Regions from separate parts of the Sus scrofa genome. Here all the other regions are linked to region 1. A link is a contact called in public Hi-C data. All regions are on one chromosome and are shown on one strand. Each heading gives the region's core, a stretch centred on a gene start, on an enhancer-like site or on the middle of the called end of the contact. The rest is flanking DNA. Distances are from core to core; before and after follow the strand shown. Region 1 holds the start of FUCA2 (plasma alpha-L-fucosidase). Region 2 holds the start of HIVEP2 (transcription factor HIVEP2). Region 3 holds the start of AIG1 (androgen-induced gene 1 protein). Region 4 holds the start of LTV1 (protein LTV1 homolog).

The links. A called contact is a pair of places that touch in the nucleus more often than the background predicts.
Region 2: a contact with region 1 is called in a Hi-C map of liver, with 4 times the contacts expected there. The contact joins the promoter of HIVEP2 here to the promoter of FUCA2 in region 1. A contact is called at or near these places in 1 of 5 promoter capture datasets (liver), 2 of 47 Hi-C or Micro-C datasets (heart right ventricle and liver) and 1 of 2 datasets of contacts at active chromatin or transcription factors (alveolar macrophages).
Region 3: a Hi-C map of liver shows a contact between it and region 1, with 5 times the contacts expected there. The contact joins the promoter of AIG1 here to the promoter of FUCA2 in region 1. A contact is called at or near these places in 2 of 5 promoter capture datasets (fetal skeletal muscle and liver) and 1 of 47 Hi-C or Micro-C datasets (liver).
Region 4: a Hi-C map of liver shows a contact between it and region 1, with 4 times the contacts expected there. The contact joins the promoter of LTV1 here to the promoter of FUCA2 in region 1. A contact is called at or near these places in 1 of 5 promoter capture datasets (liver), 1 of 47 Hi-C or Micro-C datasets (liver) and 1 of 2 datasets of contacts at active chromatin or transcription factors (alveolar macrophages).

Annotation. Positions count from the first base shown.
Region 1 is chr1:21,740,808-21,743,655 of Sscrofa11.1, reverse strand. FUCA2 (plasma alpha-L-fucosidase) reads right to left here and starts at 1,464. Exons shown (of 7, transcript XM_021072334.1): 1 at 884-1,464. The coding sequence starts at 1,089.
Region 2 is chr1:22,239,182-22,242,029 of Sscrofa11.1, reverse strand. It overlaps HIVEP2 (transcription factor HIVEP2), which reads right to left and starts at 1,349. Exons shown (of 10, transcript XM_021072421.1): 1 at 971-1,349.
Region 3 is chr1:22,163,589-22,166,436 of Sscrofa11.1, reverse strand. It overlaps AIG1 (androgen-induced gene 1 protein), which reads left to right and starts at 1,359. Exons shown (of 5, transcript XM_021072473.1): 1 at 1,359-1,709. The coding sequence starts at 1,569.
Region 4 is chr1:21,428,756-21,431,603 of Sscrofa11.1, reverse strand. LTV1 (protein LTV1 homolog) reads left to right here and starts at 1,352. Exons shown (of 11, transcript XM_021087123.1): 1 at 1,352-1,526. The coding sequence starts at 1,524.

The DNA of each region.
Region 1 (2,848 bases), core at 215-2,714:
TAGGTCAAATACTCCCTTACATGATACTAAGGAGGCGCTACTACTCAAAGAAAGAGGTAGAGGCGGTCTTTCCCATCCCCACTCCCCTTGGATAATAAAACTGTAGCCCACCTAATCCTCAGGGCAGCGCCTCCTTTCCGGCCAGCTTGCATCTCTCGCAATAATCCTATCTTAGTAAACCTATTTCTTGCGCATCTCTTTGTCTTTCGCTGAATTCCTTCTGTATGGAGGCATAAAGAACCTGAACCTTGGCAAGTCCAGACACCAGGGAAGTGAGTCTAATTTACACGCTGTTGGTTCAAGTCCCCATCTGGGTCTAGGCTGGGTTCGAGTCCCTGGCACCTGGGTTCAGGTCCCGGTCTGGGTTCTGGCTGGGTTCAAGTCATAGGTGCTGTCAGTTTTAGTTTCACAAACACATACATGTATGTTTAAATCACACTTCATGGCAGAACAACTGAAAATTGACAGGTAGCAGCGGAACAGCGGTGGGACATCGAGTCTGTATCTCAATGGACTGCGGTTTAGGCCCAAGCTTCACCATCTCACCCCACACAAGTAGATTACTTCCTGCTGTTTCTGTCACTCGGAGGCTGCAGAGTGAGAACTACAACGTAATAAGTGTAATCATCAACAAGCTGAGAAGCGGGAGCCACATGAAGTGTCTGACAACTCCTGCAGTCACAGGGAAGAAAAATTCAGCGTTCATCAGCACGAACCACTAACACAATAAATTACACACTTAACACCCGGAAATGCCAAATGCAGTTAAAACAGCAGGAGGCGAAACTGACTAGAGGGCAAAACAAAGCCGCAAAGGCGGGATCTGGGTCGGGCTGGAGGGAACCAAAGCAGGGTCAGAGGAGACGGAGGGAGGCGCACTCACCAGAACCATTCGCTCCCAAAACTGGGCACGGAGAACACGCCCCAGTGGACGAAGATGCCGAACTTCGCCTGGTCGAACCAGCCGGGCAACTGGCGAGCGTCCAGGGACTCCCAGGTGGGGTCGAATCGCGCTGCGCCGCCAGCGGGGCCCTGCGGCAGCAGCAGAAGCAGCAGCAGCGGGAGCCGGGGTAGCTCCAGGGACCTCATGGCCCGCGCCTGCACTCCCGTCCGCTCACCAGGGCCTGCCAGCGGCCGCCCTTCCGCGTCCCTGGCTGACTGCGAGTCGTAACGGTCACCTGACCTTGGAGTAAGGCTCCCTCCCCGCTGGGATGGGAGTGGCTCCGGTTCTGGCTCGGGGAGCCAAAGGACCCCAGGAGGCCTGCATCGCTCACTTGCACAACTGAGGGGGCCCAAAGCCAACCCTGAGGCTGCTCAGCCAAGCCTCCTGTCTATCCGCTTTGGGGAGAAAAACGAGTCCGGTTCAGGGACTCGTGGGACTGCCTCTCCCTTGAAGCCACAGGATCCTTCCAGAAACTGCTGGAGAAAGCACGCGACAGACCAACCCATGTGGAACCGTGGACCGGAAGACCAAGGCAGGGAACCTCAGATGGCTCATCTCCTCCCGCCCAGGCTCGTGGCACGGAAAAGCCCAGATCATCCTCAGCCTCTGCCCAGATCATTCTCAGCCTCTGCATTTTACACGCCACTTGCACCTCATCCCACCCGCCCCTGCTCCTGGCAAAGGCCCTGGGTGTGTTTAGAACTGTGACTCTCAACTTCTTTGAGCCTGTATCAGGTGACATTTCCAAGCATTTCCAATTCTGGTTGGGAACCCAGTATTTGAATTTCTAACCAAGAGACGATCTTGCTGGTCTGAGCACCAAACTTTGAGAAACCCTGCAAGAGAAAACAAGGTGATCTAAGGCAGGTGAAGCCAGTGAAATGAATGCTTAAGAATCTGCAGGCTTGGGAAAGAAGCCAGAAACCTGGAATGATTAATCAAGGAACATCAGTCAGAAGCTGTCTCCCCATGTTAAGAAAAGCCAGAACCCCCACCTCTCTGCTCCAGAAAAAACAAAACAAAACGAAATACAGACACACACACAAAACAAAAAACCCTCTCATCTTTCCCTGCACTAGGTCAAATGTCACTGCCTCTGTGAAGCTGTCACCACCCTCCCTCCTGTGTGTTTCCATTAACACCTCATTCCAACCACTAATACAGGCGTCCACGGCTTGTCTTGTTAGGATACAGATTTCATTTCCCACTAGGCTGTGTGTGAGCACCCTGAAGAAAGGAATAGGGACATTCCTTTCTGTAGTTTCTGCATTTACAGCAGAGCCTGGGTAGAGCAGCACTCAAAGCACATTCGTTGAAGTCCTTCAGCAAACCTGGGTTCTATCGACTGTGTTCAAAAAACAAACGTCAGTGGAGCAAAAAAGATCAAATTGGCTTCGTTCAACGATTCATGAACAGGCAGCCTCCTATCTAGCAAATAAAAAGGTGACCCATGGAGTTGTACAAAATAGATTTTTTCAGGCAAAAGGAGGGTGGAACAAGGAAGTTCAAAGAGTGTGTTATTTTAGATAAGGTCACCTTCCCTTAGGGAAATGCAAGGGGTCCAGGTAAGATTACCTCACTAGTTGCTGATTGGGTCATTTCAGACTGATTGGTATAAAATTCCACTCCTGGGAGAGGCTGAAACTGCAGTTAAGTTAGCTACTAAGTCTTGGTGGGGTTTAGCATAAGTGACTCCATCTGAGGCTGCTTGTTTCCTTTACACAAATGTTATAAAAGAAGAAAGAAGGAAATGACACTAAGTAGCTATTGCCCTCATTCTCCTATCTCTGCAAAGACAGGGAGCAGCAGTGACCACTGTCATCCCAGGTATAAGGGCCTTCACCCCCTTGATGCTGTTCAGTGGAGTCCCAAGACCACTGCTTCCACCAGAAAGGCTCCCCAAAT
Region 2 (2,848 bases), core at 100-2,599, 500 kb before region 1:
AAATGCCAACAGCCGGCGCCTTCACTGCCCTCGCTCGGCCTTAGGCCGGCGGCCCGGCCCTCGTGCCTCCCGCCCGCCCCCGACCCGCGCCGCGCGGCCCCCTCCCCCGCTACCTGACGACGGGCGGCCAGCGGCCGCGGCAGCCGCAGCGGTGGCCGGGCGGTGCGCGCCGGTGCACGTCCCTCATTAGCAACCAGGCACATTCCTGCCTCCAGCGCTCCCGCGCCGCCCCCTCCCCCCAGGACATTACGCAAAGCAGCCACCCCTCATCTGCATAGATCCTCGGCCAGGGTATTCCCCGCATTTCCCAACGCGCCGGACCCCCCCACCTGAGGTCTCCCCCATCCCCGCCCCCTCCGACCCTCACCCTTGCGCCGTAGACCAGGGGCCGAGGGCGCGCGCCGGGAGGGCGATGGGGTCCGGCAGCGGCGATTTCGCTGTAAAGTGAAACGAGCTGCTAATGCTAAGGGAGGCAGGAAAAACACCGCGCCGAGGCCACTTACCGAGCCGAGGAACCTAGATTCCCGCCGCTCTGCTCACCCGAATGGTTGGTCCGCCCTCCGCGCACCCCAAGGCTGCACCCAGCACCCCAAAGTCGAGACGTGTAGGAATATGATTAACGAGCCGGGAGACCCTCCAAGTTGCTCCGGGCTCCCAGGAGCTTCAACGTCCAAGACACAACTTGGCGGAGACTTGTGCCACAGTCACCGAGGATGTTTCTGCGGAGACCCTCCTCCGGCGGGGAGAGACAGCGCTCGGTGGCGCCCCGCTTGCCTCCTCTCCACCCCCCTCACCTCCAGCCCGCCTCCCGCCGGCCGCCCGCCTCTGGGCCGCGAGCCCCTAGGGCGGCTGTCAGCTCCCGGCCGCCGCCGGGTGACAGGAGCCGGAGGAGGGCGCGACGCGGCGGCCCAAGCCCGAGCGGGCGAGGGGGATCCTCGCAGCAGCAGCAGCAGCAGCGGCGGCCGCTCACCTGGAAAGTCACCGCTGAGAAGGAGGAGGAGAAGGAGGAGGAAGAGGAGGGAGAGGAGGAGGGGGAGGAAACCCCCCTGGTGCCCTTGTTCTCGCTGCCGCGGCGGCCGCTCCTCGCCAAGGCTGAGCGTGTCTGGTGGGGGGTGTCTGGTAGCATTTCCTTAAGGACAGAGGGAGGGAGGGCGGGCACGGAGGGAGGGAAGCGATCCCGACCGCCTGCCCAGGCTCCTCTTTCCTTTATTTATTTTTCTGACACTGTACGGAGATGGTCCCGGGACAGGGGCCGCCGGGCTCGGGAGGGAGCCGCGAGGCCCGGGCCGCAGCAGTCTGCGTGCGGGAGCCGCAGCGGCCGCCTCCCCTCCCGGTCTGTGGACGCACGGGGTTATTCCTGGCAGCGCCTCCCCGAACAGAAGTTACTAGGAGGAGTGCGCGGCGAGGGCGGGCGGGGGGAGAGGCGGAGGGAGGGAGGAAGAGGGAGAGACTCAGCCAGCGACGTCATCGGATCCCCCAGCGCGTCCCAGGGAGGGAGGCCGAACCAGAAAAACCAGTCTGGAGCCGGCGAGCGGAGAGGGTTGTGCGGCGCGACGGGGGAGGGAAGCGACCGGGAAGTCAAGGCCCGGCCCCGCTGCAGCCGCGCTCCCGCTCGCTCGGATCCAGGGATCTCCCCAGAGAGCCAGTCTCTACTTGTCATGCAAAAAAACTTGGGCGTCTCTAGGAGCCTGAGAATTTCCTTTAGGGATGCGGAAACCTCCTCCCTCCCACTCCTATCTTCCCATTTCCCAGATCTTTCCTCATCTAGAAGACAAAGAGAATTATAGAATAATTCGTATTGTCTTTAATTAGAATTGTCTTTATGATTTTTGTCCGGGTTCCTCCGATCCCTTTTCTCTCTGTGGCCCCGCCTCTATGCAACATTAATGCTATCGGTCAAAAAATAAAATAAAATCATATTGTAGGTCCTGGCTGCGTTTGTGGAGCTTTGCAAAGTGTTTTACTAGCACTTTCCGGGCCCCTGCGGAAGCATGAACTTTTCACGCGCTCGAAATGCCCCAGTTGCCTTCGCTGGGGTCACTCACCAGGGTGCCCTGGGCGCACCCAGCTCGGGGATCGCGGCCCGCCCTCGCCGGGGTATTCAAATCGGTTTGAGCAGCTGCGAGAGGAGCAGCTGCCGGTTTCCTGGTGGCAGTGCTGAGACCTGTGGCGAGCGGCCGCCTCCAGTCTGCGAGCTTCCCTTCCTCCGAAGGGACGCGAGTGAAATCACACCCAGCGCGGGGACAGCGGGGCCGGGGGACGGGGGAATCCCAGGCGAGTGGGGGCCGGGGCCCTGGGCTTCCTCCCCGGCCCGGCAACACCCGGGGGACACCGGGGCTCCCTCGAGCCGTTACCCTGCCTGTGTGGACTTGTGTGCACCCTTAGGGGAGGTTCCCAGGCGGCCGCGGCGGCAGGAGCGCGGCGAAAGGATGGCCACCGGGCCGGGCGTACTCTCAGAGCGCCTCCTCCGGGTGGTCTGCGGGCCGGGCAAGGAACGTGCGCCACCCCTCCCGGGCGCCCCAGCGGCCGCGCAGAGCCGAGCAGAGCTGACTGCCCCGGCGCCGCGGGCCCGATAGGCCCTCCCCGCCCCCCGTCCGCGCCGCCGCCCTGCCCCGGGCGGAGTAAACAAGAGACGCGCAAGATTTGACCTGGCGCGACCCGGATTTCTGGCCGGGGTTCCCCCTGAGCAGGTGACTCCGTGGGAGGGGTGGAAATGAGTCTCTGGAATTCCGGGCCAAAGACATTAACTGTGGTTCTGCTTTTAAGGCAGGTATTTCACCGACAACTGCGGAATGTTTTGCGTCTCAAGTTTCAGATTTCGCGGAAAGGGACCAAATGTCAAGGCATA
Region 3 (2,848 bases), core at 110-2,609, 420 kb before region 1:
GGCTTTATACAAGTATTATTATTTTTTAAATGATTGGAGTCATTAATGATTTTCTAAATTGTAAGATAGGAAGATATAAAAATTTTAAGGATATCACATGAACTCAAAACTTTATTAAGGACCCAGTAAGAAAGACAGCTCTTTAGTAGATCTGCTACTTAATTTTGCAACTTTATGAACATGTAGCATGAATACACAATTTTTTAAAAATGCACTCAACTTTTACATAAAGATAAAACTAGAAATTTTCAATAATAAATAGTTCTACGTTAGTAGAATCTTCTTGGAATTATCTTGATTTGAGGGACATTAATTTCTATTAGCATAATTCTAAGGCCAATTAGAAAATACCTACTGGGTTTCTTTAAGACTTTGGTTGGAAAAATGCAGCAAGACATTCAGGAGTTGCTACTTTACCTCTAACACCCTGCTTTCCCTGCCCCCTCATGCCACATTCTCTGACTCACATACTATTTGCAGAGGACACCTGTTTTAAACGGATCCACAGGAAATACCTATGTTGTCTTTTCATAATGTGACCCTGCATCTGGTTAGCTGAAATGTGATCATGATTAAAAAAAAAAAAAAAAAGCTGCCCACGGACTGAAGCGACTTCAATGTGACCACACTTACTGGGAGGTGGAGGGAATCCAGTTTATATTTATTTTCTTCCTATTAAGCCCTGGTAGTGTAGTGTAGGAAAAAAATAAGTAAAAGGGCAAAAACAGTTTAAAACCTCAAATGATTAGTATTAAATTACACACACAGGTTTTACATCCAGACTCAGGACAATCTGCTCTCAAACTGAACGAAATCTCTTAGCAGAAACTGTTAAATAACAGATTTGACACTCCTTCTAAACAGGGTTTTATTTATAAGCCTCATGACCAAAGTCCATAATCTGCGTTGTTATATACTCATAGGATGTTTGTAAATCTCCGGTGGAAAAGGGCAGGGCGGTCTATCAAATGGAATTGGTAAGGGAATTTTATAGATTAACAGTAGTCGAACACCAAAATTCCAATTGGGCTCAAAATAAAACAAGTCACTCGAGGGCTACCAAGGCGCGGCGGGTTCAGACCCCTCGTGAACGCTCCCATCGGTGCCACTCAGTCGGCGAGTCCCCGGGGTCCCTCCTTCCTCGCGGGCTTCCTGTCCCCCGCGCCCGCTCAGCCCGGCTGATGCCACAGGCGGCGACCCGCGCATTCGGCGCGCGCTCCCGGGGTTCGGGTCGCCCTCGGAGGCCGCCCACCTGCTCTAGGGACGCCGAGCGGGCGTCCCCGGCCGGGTCTCTGCGCCGGGCAAACGCTGGAGCAGAATGACGGAGATGACGAAAGAGCTGACGCCACGCCGCCCACCCGGTCGCCACCGGGGCCGCACACGCCGCCCAGCCCCGCCCGCGAGGTGGACGGGCCCGATCGCTCACGCCCACGCCGGTCCCGCGGGAAGCGCCCCGCCCCGCCCACTCGCCCGCCGCAGGGTTTCCCACGGCCCCCGCCCGCCCCCTGCGCCTCACGCCCGGCCGCCCGCCCTCCCCGCCGCCGGGCGCGCCCAGGCCTTGCGCGAACATGGCGCTTGTCCCCTGCCAGGTGCTGCGGGTGGCCATCCTGCTGTCCTACTGCTCTATTCTGTGCAACTACAAGGCCATCGAAATGCCCTCGCATCAGACCTACGGAGGGAGCTGGAAATTCCTGACGTTCATTGATCTGGTAAGGCCATCCCCCGCCTACCCCTGTTCCTCCTGCACTCCGAGCCTGTGTGTGTTGGTGGGTGTGCGAGCACCTGCGCGCGCCTGCAGCATCCACCCCCGTCCTCGTCTCTTGCCCAGTGACCGGGTCTGAAGGCCTGGGTGCCCCCGCAGCAACACCTTCTGAAGCACCTAACCTCACCTGGTAGCTGGGCACGAGTGGAGGTGGGGTGCAGCCAGGTGGTAGGCTATTTGGAGGGAGAAACACACTTGCTTCTAAGAGGTGATAGGGGAAGATTCTCAACTTAGCAAATGGATCCGACGACCTTGATCATGAGTGGCCCGCATTGGCCCCCAACGTGCTTTCCAGAGCACCCACCGTGGGATCAAGTTGCAGCAGCTGAAGGAAACTGGGTATTGTTTTGGCGCTTCCTCTGAAAGGACCAAAGTCCTCCTCATAAAGAAGAGAAAGCTCATAAAGAAGAGCAAGTGCCTAATAAAGTTGTCTTCTTTGCATCTGTTTTTTGCCCATTGTCAGTATTTACTTTCAACCTCCCCCCCTAAACATTAGACCATAGAGAGTTTCAAAATGCATTTGCACTGTGACTCTACACTTTTCCATATCTTCCCATATAAAAGTTCGCAGTAGTTTGCATAAGCAGCTCCTCTATTGGCACAACATGACAACCTTGGCAGTTGCAGTTGTTTAGTTTTTTTTTTTTTTTTTTTTTTAATCCACTTCTGGCACTAAAAGGGCCAGAGAATCAGAACATGAGCATAAGACCCAATAGGGACATGGGTGGAGCCAGGGAACTTGAAGGTGAAAGGTGACTAAGACTGGCTCAAACACACACCAAAAGATGATCAAGCATGGACAGAGAAAACAGAAGCAAGGAGTTCTAAGGACTAGACAAAATGTAGAACCTATTCCTGGATTGCCAGTACTGCCTAGCCAAGATTATACAGGAGGTTGGCCACCTGAGCATGATTGTAATCTCTTAATTGTTGACCCTCCATTTTGATGAAGAGAACTTGATACCTGTTTTGAGATATTTCCAAAGGCTTAGGATCCCTCAAAGCATGCAATCAGAGGGTCTTTGTGTAGATATACCATTTTAAATTGGTCTCGGAGTTCCCGTTGTGGCGCAGTGGTTAACGAAT
Region 4 (2,848 bases), core at 103-2,602, 310 kb after region 1:
GCCTGCGTGCATCTCTCACAAGTGTTCTCTCTTAAATCTATTTCTTGCCTGTCACTTTCCCTCTCCCTGAATTCCTGATCCTCAGTAAGTCCACACACCAGGAGAGTGATTCTAAATTAAAACTGTGGGTTCAAGTCCCAATCTGGGTTCTGGCTAGGTTCAAGCCATGTGTTGTTAGTTTTACTATTGTCTATAAGACTTGAGATAATTCAGGTAAAGTGCCAGAATGTCACTTCATTTAAACAAATATTTATTGAATACACGTGCCAGGCACGATTCTAGGTCCTGAATATAGTTACAGTAGTAAATAAAACAGATAAAAACAAAACAAAGTCTGCACTCATGGAGCTCAATTATAATAAAGTATGTAGCATATAGAAGTGTTCTGTATTATCCTCATTGCAAAGCACTATCCCAAGACAAGTTTAGTTATCCTAATCTGAATTGTTTCTATAATTTTTACTGGAATGAAAGCATACTATTTCATAGATATTTACAGTAGTAAAAGGTAGGACATAAAAATAATTCAAGATAATTCAGATATTGGAAAGACACCAGAAATTGGGAAGGGGAAATACAAATCTGAAGAACCATCTGCTGATAAAATTTTTGAATGCATTTCCATCCTCTTTTGCCCAGGAAAACCTGAAAGTGCACCAGCACCTGCCTGAAAGCTGGCTAAGGTGTGCTTATAGCCTATTTGCTTAAACTATTTTCAAACATTTGAGGAAGAGCTTGTAAGAGAATAAACATTAGTTTCCGCCTAAGATAAGGCATGCAAACACCAAAGAGATTCTGAAAATGTGTTTTATTAGTTCAAGTGCTTCTACTGTCAACGGGGGCGGGGTTGTTGATTGGGTGTTTAAACGCAGTTCTTTCAACGGAAAATAAAGACCTAATTAAGCGAACTAGAATAGCCAGGCCCCAGGATACTCTGTTGCTAAGGCGACCAGCTCCGCGCCCGCCCTAAAGAGCGGGAACTCGAAATCTCGGTGATCCCGGAGGGTGCCCACCTTCCTTCTGCATACACATTTCGTGTTTTGTTTTGTTGGGGACAGGTAGGGAATACAACTTTCAAGGGGGATGGTAGTTTCACGGCTTCTGTCTTCCGCAGAAGGCGCTATAAAAGCAAGGTCTCCCTTTAACCAGCGGCCCCCCCCTTTCGCACTTCACCGCAGCACAAACGCCCTCCATTTCCTTCCCGGATTGATTTAATTCTGCCCAGAAAGGCCCGACCCTCCCAGCGGAGAGCAGCCCCACCTCCAAATAGCTTCTCGCGATCGTTGCGACGGCCTGAGTTTTGCGTAACTTCCGGTCGCGACCCTTAGCTCCTCAGCGATTGGTCCATTTCCACAGCCTCCTGCGTTACTTCCCGGCCGGTTCCCGGAGCCGCATGTGTGGAGCAGCGTAAAGGCAGGGCTGTAGCTGGACCTCGGTGGCGGTCGGGGTGTACTCTGTCACTTTCTGCCGGACTCCGAGAGTGTGGTAGCCTCCTTTTGGGGTGAGGACCGCGCGGCTGCAGCATGGTAAGCCTCGCAGTCTCCGGGGCGGGCGCTCTGGTTTGGCAGAGGCTAGGCTGGTTCCTCTAGTGCCTGTGGCTGCTGCGGCCTGGGACTGGGAGGCTGGTATGAATATGGAGGGAAGTTGCTTGCTTCCCAGTGTCACAGTATAGGCTACCCTCACCACTCCGGGCATGCCTTGTAGTTCAGAGTGGGTCTCCCACAAGCAAGCCTCCTTGGGGAGTGGGCAGAACAGAATGGGCTATTCTTTACACGCCCCCCACCCCCGTCTGCAAACCTGTGACATGCCGCACAAACATGCCAACCTGTGCTTTCCGGGGTGGGGCAGAGAGTGGGTTCTAGTCTCTCTGGACTTTGGAGGGTAGGTTTCTGCCCATCTCTTTGCTCTGAGAAAAGAGACAGGAAGGTTGGCCCTGAAGCCAGGCAACTTAGGTAACTGGAGTAATGCTTTTTTATTTTAGAAAATCAAGGTTGGGTAGTGAAATTGTTATCGAAACTCGGCTCCTGTCCATTGTTGCTGAATACAAACAGGGAGACAGAGTTTTAGGTGAAGGAGAAAAGAAATAGCTTTATTGCTTTGCTAGGCAAAGGAGGGGAGGTTTACAGCAGGCTAATGCCCTAAAGACTGTGCCCCTTTTTGGGAGGGCATAGGAGCTGGTTTTATAGTTTGGGAGTGAAAAATAGGACCACAGGTAAGGATCAGGGTAGATGCAAGCTTTTGTTGTTTTTCAAAGCTGGTAATCTTTCTGGAATGCAGAATCCTTCATTAACATCTTCCATTTGTTGGGGTTATAGTTTTGGGGAAGAGCTCAAAGGTATTGTTATCTGTATTCCTTGAGGAAGGACTGGGACCCTACTCCAAGTTGTCTCTTGACTGCTCCTCCCTGGCATCTGCATCCACCCCCTTCCCTGATTAGCAGCTGTTTGAACCTACTTTTTGGAACTCAGGAAAGGTCATGGAGGCTGACGCTTATTCCCAAGAACAGGAAATGAGGGACACAGAAAGGCTTATGTGCCCAGGAGCCACCCAGCCCTACTCGGTTTCAAAACTAGAAGTAGAAAGGATGACGAATCTTATTAAACTTCAGCTGTTGTGTTATGGTTTCACTTAATAGTTGGTACGTGAAATGTGTACCCTGCTTGGAACTTTTCCTCACATTTTTCTGTGGCAGGCTCCTGTTTTTCTGGTTCAGCCTGTCAGGGACCTTCTCCTAGCATCCAATTTAAAGTAACCCTTGAGGAGTTCCCATTGTGGCTCAGTGGTAATGAACTGAACTAGTATCCATGAGGACGTGGTTTCGATTCCTGGCCCCGCTTAGTTGGTTAAG